Linked DNA regions of Sus scrofa: region 1 is linked to region 2. Evidence: chromatin contacts called from public HiChIP or PLAC-seq data. All regions are on one chromosome and are shown on one strand. Each heading gives the region's core, a stretch centred on a gene start, on an enhancer-like site or on the middle of the called end of the contact. The rest is flanking DNA. Distances are from core to core; before and after follow the strand shown. Region 1 overlaps FYN (FYN proto-oncogene, Src family tyrosine kinase). Region 2 overlaps LOC102167874.

What was found. HiChIP or PLAC-seq counts read pairs in DNA pulled down with a chosen protein or histone mark.
Region 1: an H3K27ac HiChIP or PLAC-seq map of skeletal muscle shows a contact between it and region 2. The contact joins two enhancer-like sites. A contact is called at or near these places in 6 of 47 Hi-C or Micro-C datasets (brain, embryonic fibroblasts, heart right ventricle and 2 more) and 2 of 2 datasets of contacts at active chromatin or transcription factors (alveolar macrophages and skeletal muscle).

The regions. Positions count from the first base shown.
Region 1 is chr1:77,586,087-77,592,429 of Sscrofa11.1, forward strand. It overlaps FYN (FYN proto-oncogene, Src family tyrosine kinase), which reads right to left. Exons shown (of 11, transcript NM_001080206.2): 11 at 1-36. Among named protein-coding and RNA genes, the nearest start is that of TRAF3IP2, 48 kb to the left of the region's middle. Within about 2 kb of position 3,640, at least 26 of the 83 cell types and tissues checked have an H3K27ac peak or open chromatin away from gene starts, as enhancers often do. A contact at or near this core is called in skeletal muscle, where this site is marked.
Region 2 is chr1:77,458,838-77,465,719 of Sscrofa11.1, forward strand. The region is part of intron 3 of LOC102167874; the gene reads left to right. Among named protein-coding and RNA genes, the nearest start is that of REV3L, 62 kb to the left of the region's middle. Within about 2 kb of position 1,589, at least 12 of the 83 cell types and tissues checked have an H3K27ac peak or open chromatin away from gene starts, as enhancers often do. A contact at or near this core is called in skeletal muscle, where this site is marked.

The sequences.
Region 1 (6,343 bases), core at 2,390-4,889, 130 kb after region 2:
GCTCCACCTGCTCCAGCACCTCCCGGTTGTTCATGCCTGCAAAGAACATGCGCAGTGAGAGCGCGCACCGCACGCCGCCCGGCCGGCCACCAACCCCCACATCTCCTCTTGGCCTCCTCGCAGCTTACAGGTGGTTAAAACAGGCTGAGGGCCCCCCTGTTCACCCAGAGTCGAACCCCGCCTTTAAGGGGATCTCACACCACTCAGAAATAAAAAAGGACCTCACTGCTGACCCAAGCAAAGCCCCAGAGGATGAATCTCAAAAGCATTATAAGTGAAAAAAGCCAGACACAAAAGGCAACCCGTACTGTATGATTTCATGGATATGAAATTCTAGAAAAGGCAAAACCACAGTGATAAAAAGCAGATCAGTGGTTGCCAGGGGGAGGGGGCGGGGAACCCCGGGAAGGGGCCGCAGGGAACACTGAGGTGATGGAAATGTTCTCTATCAGCAAATCATCTCTGTGAAGGTCAGATAGTAAAGGCTGTAGGGTTTGCAGGTTGCACATCTTTCCTTTATTTATTTTTTTAACAACTCTAACAATGTATCAAACCAAAACGGGGTGGGAGCTGGATTTGGCCCACAAGCTGCAGTCTGCCAACCCATGTCCTATATCCTGTATGTGGTGGTGAGACTGTCAAAACTCACTGAATTCTTAAAACTGTTGAATTCTGTTATATGTAAATGATACTTCCATTAAACTGACAAAATATATATATATATATATGAAGACAAAAAAAAAAATCCATGGAATGAAAAGGAAACTGTCCTTTGTTTATAAGCTCTATTGATGAACTTCCTCAATTGGCTGTCCTCGCGCCTGGGGAAGCTCTGGCGCCCCACCAGCCACAATCTGACATCACGTGACCATGCTAGGCACCGTCCAGCCCCTCGACCCCCAAGTGCCCCGAGGTTTGCTGACTCTGATGGGGAGACAGGGTGTCTGTGTTTACAGATGACCTTGGACAGGCCATCTGTCATTGGAGACCTTTGTGACCTCTGGGGGGTGGGGTGGGGTGGGGGGCTGTCCGATGCTGAAACCTCAGGCTGCATGGAGCTACCAGGAGACATTCTGGGAGACTGCTAACCCCTGAGAGGTGCAGCCTCTCTGCACGCTGGCCTTCTTGACAGAACAGGAAATACCATGCTCAGGGGGAGCCGGAGGCCCTGGCCCTTTCCCCAATCACTGTCAGGCGCTCTTTTCTGGTTTCCCTTCCATTTGGGGGGCCATGTCTTGTTCTGCCATCACCTGCCAAGCCCTTGTCTGTTTCGGCTGCTCCCTGGCCCTGACTGAGTCTACCCTCTAGAATCCTCTCCAACTTCTGACCCAGTTAATTTATAAAATCAGGAACCTGAGTCCCAACCATTCAGAAACCCAGGTTTTTTCCCCCTTGCTCTCAGGAATATAATCAGCAGGACACAGCGCAGGCATGTGGCAGCCTCTTTAATTCTGGATGATAGTGGCCACCCACTGGCTAGAACCCTGCAGGACTGGCCACAGCAGCTGGGCTCAGATCACAACCCTGTCCCATGGGTAGGGGACACTCAGACTTTGGGATCTGTTGCCATCTCTCTTTGTTCTGTTGCTGCTTTTGGAGCTGGGTTTATCTGGGCTCCTGGGGCTGTCAGCCACATGCTTATCCAAAACCTTTTTAGGATGCTTTCTTATTCTCTGCCACCATACTTCCTGGAGGGGATAAAGTCCATGGATTATTCCTGCTGGGCTGAGGAAGGCTTTCAATGTAATTATCCTAATATAACCTTGCTCACATTTCAGAGTGACCCTTATTTTAGTGAGAGGTTCGGTGAGTGAGTCTGGGTCCCCCGCCTCTGTGCCCTCCCTGACTTTACCGGGGGTTCTCTTCAGTTGGATGTTTGGTCAGCTCTGTGGCTAACTGCCTTACACCCTCCTCCAACTACTGAAAACTCAAATGACAACCAGATGGGGCAGCGATCCAGAAGCAAGGGGAGAAGGGAGGGCTGCCAGGAGAGCATCCCACAGCGCTCTGGACAAATAGGGGCAGGGATGAGCATTTCCTTATCTGCAATTCCCCAATCCAACAACCTCTGCAAACCAAAAGTTCTGGGAACTCATCTCATTTGGCCATAAAATTTGACCGGGTATGAGGCTGTTGACTGTTTTTATTTCTTCATACGTATCGTTGCAGAAGTAAGAATGTGTTTGAACAGAGTGCAGTCCCAGACTCTCCTAGGGTGTTATATAAATTATGGTCTATTTTTTTTTTTTCATTTCCTTAAAGAAATGGACATCCTTAAAAAAAAATTCTGTATGGGCTTCCTTAAAAGAAAAAATTCTGACTCTGAAGCACATTCAGTCCCAAGGGCTGTGGCTGGGCAGCCGTGGCACAAGGGACAGCAGCCACCACATTCCAGCGGCCCGGAAAGGTTAGGAAGAGAGCATAAGCATGTCTCAGGACTGGCACTGTCCAAAGCATTTGCGTTGTATTTCAGCACAGCCCTTGGTTTCATAATATCTCAGAACCACACAGCCCAAACCTGCAGAAATCCCCTTATCCCCCGCCCTGCGAGGATCGAAGGGAAGATCTGACCCTCAGGTCTGACAGGTACTTATAACCTGCACCCCCCACCCCATGCCTTTTAATGCTCTCTTCTGGCCCAGGGACCGTCCAAAACGACACCCCGGAGTTTCCTGAGTCATTCTCCTCTTGCTCTGTGGTGCTTCTGTCAATAACTGTTTCGTGTTATGACAAAACGAACTGCTCAACTGGAAAGATTTCACGTATTATTTTAAAACTCTTGATTCAGTCTCCACCAGTGGAAAGTTTAATTGGCTGCTTGGGTCAAGCCCATCTTTCCAGAGCTCTGCCTGAGCCTTGGCTGCAGCTGGTGCAGTAACTTGACCATCAACATGTAGCGTCTCCCGAGGCAGCCTGCTCCCGGGGCAGTTGTGACCAGGGGCGGAGCTGGACTCAGTCCTGCTGGGGGGTGGGGGGCTGTCAGCTCCCTGGATGCATCTGCTCTCCACCTCCTTTCTGCCTGCACCCTCTTCCTGCTCCTCCTCTCACCCCTCCAGGCAGGGGTGTGCCTGGGAACGCGCTTCCTTTTTTTTCCTCTCCTTCAGTGGAGAGAATGCCAGGAGAGAAACAGAAAAGACAGAAACTTTAAAATATGGTGTAGGGACAGGTTTCAGGGAAACTCTGCCAACGATGGTTCCTAGTGGCAGTGGCAACAGAGACCGTTTTGCAACAGGAGGATGGCCTCTATCCGCCAGTGGCATCTGACCGTGGGAAGAGTCATGGTCACAAAGCTTCCCAGGGCACGTTGCCTGGTTCCCAACCTCCCCATCAGAGAAAAGGCGCAGGGCTTGGCGGCCAGAGAGGAGACTCGCTAGCTGTTTTCAGGCCAGCCCTGTCCTCCTCTGTCCCCACTGCCGTGGCTGCTGACCCTCTTGCTCTCTCGCTGGGGTGGGTCAGGAAAACGGGGCCTTTCCATGGGTCACTCTCCTAGGACACAGTCCAGTGGTATCAGTTCACAGAAAACCTGCGTCATCTGCTGTGCTGGGGTTCGATCTCAAATTCCTCTTCCCGGGATCTTCCTGTCACCCTGCAGTCAGGCTTTCCCACGTGGTTGCTGGCAGCACCATTTCTAGCCGGTCTGCCCCAAACCCTGCAGCTGAGATTCTCCTGCCAAGTGGACCGTATTCACTTCCTGCCATTATGACCCGATTATCCTTTCCAAATCATTTTGCTGGCTTCCTCTTGGTTTCTGAATTGAGGTCAGGTTTCCACTCTCACTTTCCAACCCTTCCTAGGTATGGTTGCCAGCAACGCCTACTTTCACATGTGTGTCTTCTTCCCCTTCTTTCTTTTTTTCCCTCCCTCTTTTTTTTTTTTTTTTTTTTTTTTTGCACTTTCCTATTCCTCTTCTTGAGCTACATATGAACTCAGGGGAACCTCCTTGATTTTCTTGCAGACTCTCCAAGGGAGAAAACAATTCATTTGCATTGGCCCCTTCATCACTTCTGAGTCTGTGCCTCTCAGTAGGTGCCTTGACTTCCGCTGGCCTCGGTGTCTTCTTTTGCCAACAAAACACCTCAACATCCACCGTGTTTTCTGCTGTCAGAAAAGAAGTCTTCTATGAACGGAAGGTGTTGGGCTTCATGGCTCTCGGTTTGTGCAGCTCCTTAATATGGATCTCTGAGGGGCCACCTCTGCACCATTAGGGATTTTTGCTGGTACCCGTTCAGGTCTGCATCTGGATTGGAATGAGGGGTTGCGAGAACCTGGATTTGCGTGCCAGGTGAATAATTAAGCATTTTGACAATGGGAGGGATGTTCATGTTCTCAGATATCCAGCTTTTGCAAAGCGAGCTTTCCGCTGAAAGGAAATTATACCCTATTGTGCATGAGGCTTTCCGTCAGAGGCTCCCCCTGGCTTCTCTGCATAAACCCTACAAAAAGCCCTCATGTTTACTTGTGTGCTGAGCGGTGCTGTGCGAGTGCTGAGTGCTGAGGGAGGAAGGAAGGGGAGCAAGTTAATGGTGCTTGCTCAGCATGAGCATGCTATCAGATCCTCATGTGCTCCCGTTATCTGACTGGGCAACAACTGGGACGCTTCAAGTTAGGCTGCGGTTATGAGATCAAAGTCCAGATTTTGGGCAGATAGATGCTGCTCAAAGAGAATTGCTGAAAACGAAGGCATGACTTTGAGAAGGCACAAAAATGACTAGTTTTGTTTCTCTTTCCTCATCTTAAGCAGATCGCCTCAGGACAGCTGTTTTTATTAAGCCCACGGTATTGATAAATACAGAAATGATGGCCACTCAGGTACCATAACACACGTACGTGGCTTATTTAAAGCTGACAGTACCAGTTCTTGAAGAGCTCCTTTGTCCCAGAAAAGGGGAAAGGGAAAGGGAGGGAGGGTGCCCCCTAGGAAGGCCATGGAAGCGCCCAGCCCAGCTGAGAGGGAAGAGCTGCAGAAGGCAGGACTCCCTGGCTGCCCTCCCTCCTCCTTCACCAGCACACTGGCCAAGAGAAACCTTGTAAGGGGAGGTGACAACGTGACTCCAGGGCATTACAGGCAGGATTCCTTCTGGAGAGAACACTGTGAGGAGAAGCCTGGGGACTGTGGATGGGGCAGAGGACAAAGCACCCTTGGCTGAGGTTACAGGGTTTTCCTGTGTCCCATTCTCCAGGCTGCAAAGTCCTAACCTCTTCCCACCCCCAAAAAACTCTGCTTTTGTGGGCATGCTGGGCACAGCGGGGGGAGAGAGGCGTGCAGGCGACAGTGACGGGCTGCTGAACACAGAGTCTACAGTTCAGGCTCCGTCTGAAGCATCTGGGTGGGGCAGAGGGAGGACAAAGGTGGAGGCTTCTAATTCTTTAAGGGAAGTGCTACAGATTCCCTAATTTATCTTCCTCCTCAAATCATTATCAAGTGACAAAATGCATTCATGAAAGTCAGGCAGCTGTCTCTGGTGAGATGATTTGAAAGCACTTCAAATGCATGAATAAATGTGATATGCTTAAGAGAATGTTCCTGCTTTGCCAGATCCTGCCAAATTCCCAAAGCAGGTGTTCAGCTGAGAGCCAGGGCACAGAACGGCCGGGATGTTCTGCCTAGAACAGCGCTGGGACATGGTGTTTGAACGGACCATGGGGTCAATTTCCCAGAACAGCTTTGAGGACAGAGGGTATTTTGTGGCCGGGAAAATACATGCTATATTTATGTGTGGAGATGATGAAATAGAGTCAAAAGGCTTTGCAGGCTACGGGCAAGGTCTTATTTCAGAAGCCTCATATAGGTAGAATTGTCCCCCCTCCCCGCCTCTGCTTAGACTTAAGAGTGTACTGTGGGGCACACACTGTGCTGGGCACAGGAAACATATACAAGCCCCCTTCTTCTCAGAGTTCAGAGCTACTGAGAAACAGAGACACACAAGAGCTTCAAGAGAGATGTACCCAGTGCACGGAAGCAAGCAGAAGGGCACCCCAAGAAGAGACGTGGAGAAGGCTACGCAAGGAGAGGAGGTTTGCATTGGGCTCTGAAGGATTCCAAGGTGGACAGTGGAGCAGAGCAGACAGACCTGCATGTCTGAAGGGCTCTTTTGGTGTGAAGGGTCAGGAAGTGATAACAGAGAAAGCATGTCGAGACATACCACCTGCTCAAGGCCCTCACTGACCCCTAACTCACAACAAGCACATGCAAAAGTCCTGTTCATGACCTAGGAAGGCCCTCCTGTTCCTTCTGCTCCAGCCACCCCAGCCTCACTGTGGTTCTGCAGGGCCTCTGTGGTCTGGTTCCCTCCAAAGGAAGACTCCTCTCCAGGGATGGACCCTGAGCCTCCCTTCCTTCAGG
Region 2 (6,882 bases), core at 339-2,838:
GCCCCTCCCCCACCCTGAGACTGGCATCAACCTTCCTTGCACCCTATGCCCACCTCTGTTGTAGCACTCACTTCGTTGTGTTTTATTTTATTTTGACAGCATATGGAGGTTCCCAGGCTGGGGTTGAATCCGAGCTATAGCTACCGGCCTATACCATAGCCACAGCAATGTGGTATCCAATCTGCTTCTGTGACCTACACCACAGCTCGTGGCAATGCTGGATCCTTAACCCACTGAGTGAGGCCAGTGATCAAACCCGCATTCTCCTGGATACTAGGTGGTTTCGTTTTGGCTGTGCCACAATGGGAAATCTCCTCATTCTATTTTAATTACCTGCTCCCTTGTCTGTGTCTATTGTCCTGGAAGTTCTTTAAGGCTAAGGACTCAGTCTTGGTCTCTAGCACTTACCTCAGTGCCTGGTGTGTTCCAGAACTCATAAAATATTTGTTGAAAATAGAAGAAAGGAAAGAAAAAGACAAAGAGGGAGAAGATAAAATGAGGAAGCTGAAATATATTATCTATCTAGCTTCTTACAGCGAAGACTCTGCAATTCCTTGTTCTTAAATTCCCTCTTTAATGTCAACCTCAATTTTTACAAATTCAAATTTTCTCTGGTAAGAAGTTTCAAGTGGTTACACCAAATTAGAAGAACTATAAATATATATTCATACATGTGATACAATTTTAGGACTCAGATTTAGAGTTCATTTAATGAGCCCAAACTTTATTTTATATATGAGGAAACTGAGGCACAAAGAGATTAAGTTGTCTGCCCAAACCCACCTGGTTAGCGGGAAGACCAAATTTCAGACACTGCCTTGCTCCTTTCGGGCTGCACCCCATGGGCCTGCAAGCCTAGTAACTGCCCAGCCTGAAGCTGAAGAAAGAGCTGGGAGCAACAGAAGCATCGACGGTTTATTGGCTAGCTGGATCTTCCACAAAGGGTCCTGGATCACACCCAACCGTGTGGGCAGGACATAGCTACACTCTTCACTACCTGTGGGAGAAGGAGGCTGCCATTTATAGAGGGAATCTACGTCCAGGAGCTCATCAGTTACCAGGGCTAATTAAGCTCTGTAATTAAGAAGATTGGATAGTCATGTGGATGAAGCAGGGCCAGGTCGAGCAGGGGATGTAGAGAGAGCGAGAGAACAGCCATCTTGAACAGCCCAACTATAGAGCCCCCAGACCAGGATAGCTGGTCTCTAGTCTTCCTTTCTGAAAGAGCTGCTACAAACATGGCTACAAATAGAAGTGACAGATGTTTCCCCTTTTATGTGTTGGTTATATCAATCCACACATTTCTGGCTGTAAATGAAACTTTAAGAAACACCCTTCTCTGTTCCTAGACAAACTAATGAAAATCGGTTCTCTTTTCTTCCAGAAATGTCAGAGGTATTACCATCGTTCATCAGGTGACTCCTGTTAAGTTGTTTGCTAAACAGAGTTGCAGTCATTTGACCTGCTTTCAGCCAGGCTGGGTATCAAGGCTCAACATTCGGATGTTAAGCCATAGGGTAGTGCTGCCATGAGACCAGCTTCTTGGCGAGAAGCCCTGAGGTGCAGATGTAAGGTGACCGAGTGCAGGCTTGAGGCCAGGGCCCAGTGCTCAGTGCCAGAAACCTGAGCCAAACATTGGAACTAATTCCCAGGGAGCTGAATTGGTGTCAATTAAAATTTTAGATGAAAAGATCTTTTGTTTACTCTGAAGAACCACTTCATTTTATAAGCTCATAGGAAAACTAGATGTTTTGCCATTATACTTGGAATGTTTTCCAGAGGCCAAACCTTTAAAAATGAAAAGGAAGAAAGAGGAGGAGGAGAAGAAAAAGACAGTTTTAGATGACTTAAGAAATCAAGAAAATATTTCTTTTTTTTTTTTTGGTCTTTTTACCTTTTCTAGGGCCGCTCCCGTGGCATATGGAGGTTCCCAGACTCGGGGTCAAATCGGAGCTGTAGCCACTGGCCTGCACCAGAGCCACGACAATGTGGGATCCAAGCTGAGTCTGTGACCTACACCACAGCTCACAGCAACGCCGGATCCCTAACCTACTGAGCAAGGCCAGGGACTGAACCCACAACCTCATGGTTCCTAGTCGGATTCGTTAACCACTGTGCCATGACGGGAACTCCAAGAAAACATTTCTTGAAAGCAACATCTTTCATAGATATGCTAACTGGGAACCTTTATTTTTGTGTCTTGAAATATTCTGTGAAAATTGTCAGGTGGTACTGGAGTGAAAGTGGTAGTGATCAAGGTGAAGGCAATGAACCAAACTCTAGACCAATACAGATTTGAATTCACCACCACTTCCTAGCAGCTGACTTGTGTGCTATACTTAAGCACAGAGACTGTGTTACATATTGGGGTTTTCAACCTGACTGTGGTAGAATCATCTGCATGCTTTAAAAAAAAAACCTTCAGAGTTCCTGTTGTGGCACAGTGGAAGCGAATCCGACTAGGAACCATGAAGTTGCAGGTTTAATCCCTGACCTCGCTCAGTGGGTTAAGGATCTGGCGTTGCCGTGAGCTGTGGTATAGGTCACAGACTTGGCTCGGATCCCACGTTGCTGTGGCTGTGGTGTAGGGTGGCAGTTACAGCTCTGATTTGACTCCTAGCCTGGGAACCTCCATATGCCTTGGGTGTGGCCCTAAAAAGACAAAAAATAAATAAAAATTTAAAAAATAAAAATTAAAAAAAAGTCCCTGCCTGGGCCCCAACCCAGACCAATTAAATCAGACTCTCTGGGGTGGGACTCAGGCACAAACAGTTTTGGAATGCTCCTTGGTGACTCTAATGTTACAGACAAATGGCATAGTGATCATAGCTTTGATGCTGGAGTCAGTTGCTTGGGCTCAAACTCCACATATGCCCTTTCATGGAAATTGACCTTGGGCAATTAACCTGATTGAGCCTCAGTGTTCTCATCTGTACAAATGGGGTAGTACAAGTTAAGTGTACGGTTGAGGATTAAGTAATCCATGTGAAATACAGCATAATGCCTGCAACATAGTAAGTATTCAATTATACCTACTAGTTTTATTATCCATAATTCCTTTAATTCACATTGGTTTTAAAGCCCAGTTAGATCCTGTCCCAGTCCTGCAGAGAAGACTGAAAAATGAAATGTATCTTACTAATGAACATGAAAATAAGTGGGAAAACTTTAAAGGGATATTTTGTGCAACCCTCTTGTTAGATTTTGAGTGAAAGGATAAAGTTGAGTGAAAGAAGTCTGCTTTGACTCAGCACCCATGGAACCTTCTTGTTTATCGTTTCTCCACCTCACAGTCTTGTTTAAAAAAGAAAACGCTGAAAATATGTAAACAGAGAGAATCAAGGGAGATACAATTTGGAAAGTGGGCACTAGGGGCTGGATGCCTCTAGCTAGGAAGATATTTCTTAGTTCAGCAGTGTGTCTCAGTAGTTCTCAAACTTTAATATACATCAGAGAATCATCTAGATGCTTGTGAAAACACAGGTTATTGGGCTGTGTCCCCCAGATATGCGGGGAGGAGGTCTGGAATGGGACCTAAGAATTTGCATTTCTAACAAGTTCCCAGGTGATGCTGAAGCTACTAGTCCAGGAACCACACGTTGAGAACCACTGGTGGTCAGACGTGTAGCTCCTGGTGATCGGGATGTTCCTCAGCCTTGTTGGCTGTTCAGGTTGCTTTTCCACCTGTGCCCATACAGAGTTGGTGGGCACCCCCAAAATCTCCTGATGACCTAGGTACTGCCATCAAACAGAAAGTTGGTTTTCTGTTCAGTAGTCTTTTCTTTTCATCTTGTGTCTTTTTAGGGCCGCACCCGTGGCATATGGAGGTTCCCAGGCTAGGGGTCAAATCAGAGCTACAACTGCCAGCCTACACCACAGCCACAGCAATGCCAGATCCCAGCTGTGTCTGCAACCTACACCACAGATCATGGGAATGCCGGATCCTTAACCCACTGAGCAGGGCCAGGGATCGAACCTGGAACCTCATGGTTCCCAGTGGGATTCATTTCCACTGTGCCACAACGGGAACTCCAGTAGTCTTTTCTTGACCTTGTACCCCTTGAAGTTTGCTTGATACGCAAGTCTTAAGCCCCAACAGTAGAGTTCCAGAGTTCATTTCAGAGAATGGCTGGGTATTCATTTTTGCCCACTCATCTGCCCTACCCCCCCTTATTCCTGATCCCCTCAGGGTTGCTGCATCTCAAGACAGAGCCTGGATCCAGCACTGTGCTTCCACAGAGGCCTCTTACTTGTACCTAGTATAGTTCAAACTCAAGAATCTGGGATTTGAGGTGCAATCTCAACCTCTTTATTTAAAGAACGTCAGGGCCATTAGGAAATTCAGGCCAGTGTTCTCCAAATCCAAGCCCAAACGCTATAACAATCCTGAACTGCATATGTTATTAGAAACTTGGGGTGATCAAGGCTTATAACTCAGTACGCCCACAGTGCATCTTTCCTCAAGATCATCTTATTCTTTCAACTTCACAGTTTGTGTTAATATCACTTTTTACCATAGTTGCCCAGACTCAAAACTTAGGTATCATGATTCCTAATATTTATTGAGTACATAAATCCTCACAACATTATGAATGGATATTATTCCTTCTATATGAGCAAACTTAGGCTTAGCAAAGTTAAGTCATAGCTAGAATGTAAACACCAGAATCTCTGTCAGTTTTATTCTCTGATATAGCCCAAGTGCCTAGAACAAGGCCTGGCCCATACTGGTGTTCAGTAAATATTCACTGAGTGAGGGGAGGCGGGTTATACAACGAACGCATGGAATCTGGGATTTGAAACCAGACCCATCCTAATCACTGCACCACACTTGCTCTGGCTCCAGTTTTGGCTTTCCTTTTATAATCCCATAAACTCATCCTTCCAAATCAGTTCTGAGACCTAGCAAGTCCATTATGATGTTTCTTGCATTCAGCTTCTTTTTTTCCCCATTTCCGCTGCCACCAACCTAAAGTGATTGCTATTTATTACTTGAACTATTGGGTTTTTTCCTCACCTAAAGTCTTTCCAGGCCCCTGTGTTACCTATACAACATTTTGGGGGTTTTTGTTGTTGTTTGGTTTTTTTTCTTTTTAGGGCCACACTCGCAGCATATGGAGGTTCCCAGGCTAGGGTTGAATCTGAGCTACAGCTACTGGCCTACACCACAGCCACAGCAACATGGTATCCAATCCGCTTCTTCGATCTACACCACAGCTCGTGGCAACGCTGGATCCTTAACCCACTGAGCAAGGCCAGGGATCAAACCTGTGTCCTCATGGATGCTAGTCAGATTTGTTAACCACTGAGCCATGATGGGAACTCCTACGTTTACCAGATGGCTTTTTGTTAAAGCACATTCAATATAGATCATAACTCTGCTCAAAGACAAAGAGGAGTTGTGTGGTATAATTAAAAATTAAGGAACTAATGATAAGAAAACCAGGGTTCTGGTCTCAATTCTGTAACCTTGGACAAGTTTGTCCAGGCCTCATGGTGTCAGTCAGGAAGTCCGGCTGGGTGATTTCCCACGCCAGTGTTGTCTGGTGGTTAGATGCACCCTGTCACTGGAATCCTACCTGGAATCAACTAGGAGGGGCCATTGTGCCTCCTTTAGAATAAGATGAGTACCTACATTTCTATCCAATGAAGCCAAGCAGTTTGAGTAACGCCAGAGAAGTAAAATGAGGAGCTATGGCTGTTGGGGAAGGAGGTATGACTACTTCGATCTCTGGTTCCTAATGTGGAGTATGGACGGGGCACAGACTCGGCCCGTCTCTGATGTCAGCCCATCCCTAGTGCACAGGTCCTCACCTCACTGATGACAGGAGAAGCTGTTGACATCTCAATAGCTTCAGGCCACCAGCTTTGAGCTGTTGTAGAAACCCACTAACTCTCTAATCCATTAGGTGTTGGCTCAAGACATACAAATTTGTCTAATGCTTAGGAAACTGCTTAGAGGGGCAAAGAGGAAAGAGGAAATGAAAATGGTTGTCTTGTTCCTGATAAACTCTGTGTCTTGCGCTGCACTTATTGGTCAGGTGGCCTGGGACAGGTCGCTTATCCTCTCTGAGCCTTGGTCTTCCCTCAGCTTTGCATGTAGAGGCTGGGGATGAGCATATCAACCAGGCAGGATCGTTGCGAGATGTAGTGTATAAAGCTGCACCAGGAGCACAGGAGATGTTCAGGAGCTTTTATCCTTCATCTTGCATCCTGCCCTTGTAACATGTCCATGTTTATTTATTTATTTTTATTTATTTTTTGTCTTTTTAGGGCTGCACCCACAGCATATAGAAGTTCCCAGGCTAGGGTTCAATCAGGATCTACAGCTGCTAGCCTGCACCACAGCCACTTCGGATCCAGGCCACACCTGTGACCTACCCCACAGCTCACGGCAATGCCAGATCCTGAACCCACTGATCGAGGCCAGGGATCGAACCCGTGTCCTCATGGATACTAGTCGATGCGTTACCTCTGAGCCACGATGGGAACTCCATATGTCCATATTTAAAAACCCCTGCGGGCAGAGAGAGAGAGAGAAATCATTCCACAGTGACAACTCATAGTATTCCATGTACTCTGTCCTTGCGTACATTCAGATTTTGAAAATTATATGCTCTATTTACTAAAGAAGCTTTCCCCACCCCTTTGTAGCTACTAAAAGAAAAGGATGGAAAAGGAAAATCAGAGGTTGTTCCTGGCTTATCTGTGGCTGAAGAAAGGAACTAGGGTGGTCCAGCGAGCAGCAGTATTTCCTCCGGGTGAACTAATGAACACTTAGACGGAACAGCTGCATCATGGTCGGGGTGGGCTAACCTCGTCCCCCCACTTTCATTAGATAGTTATCAAGCCTTTAAAGTGCAGTTGTGGCTGTTTAAGTGG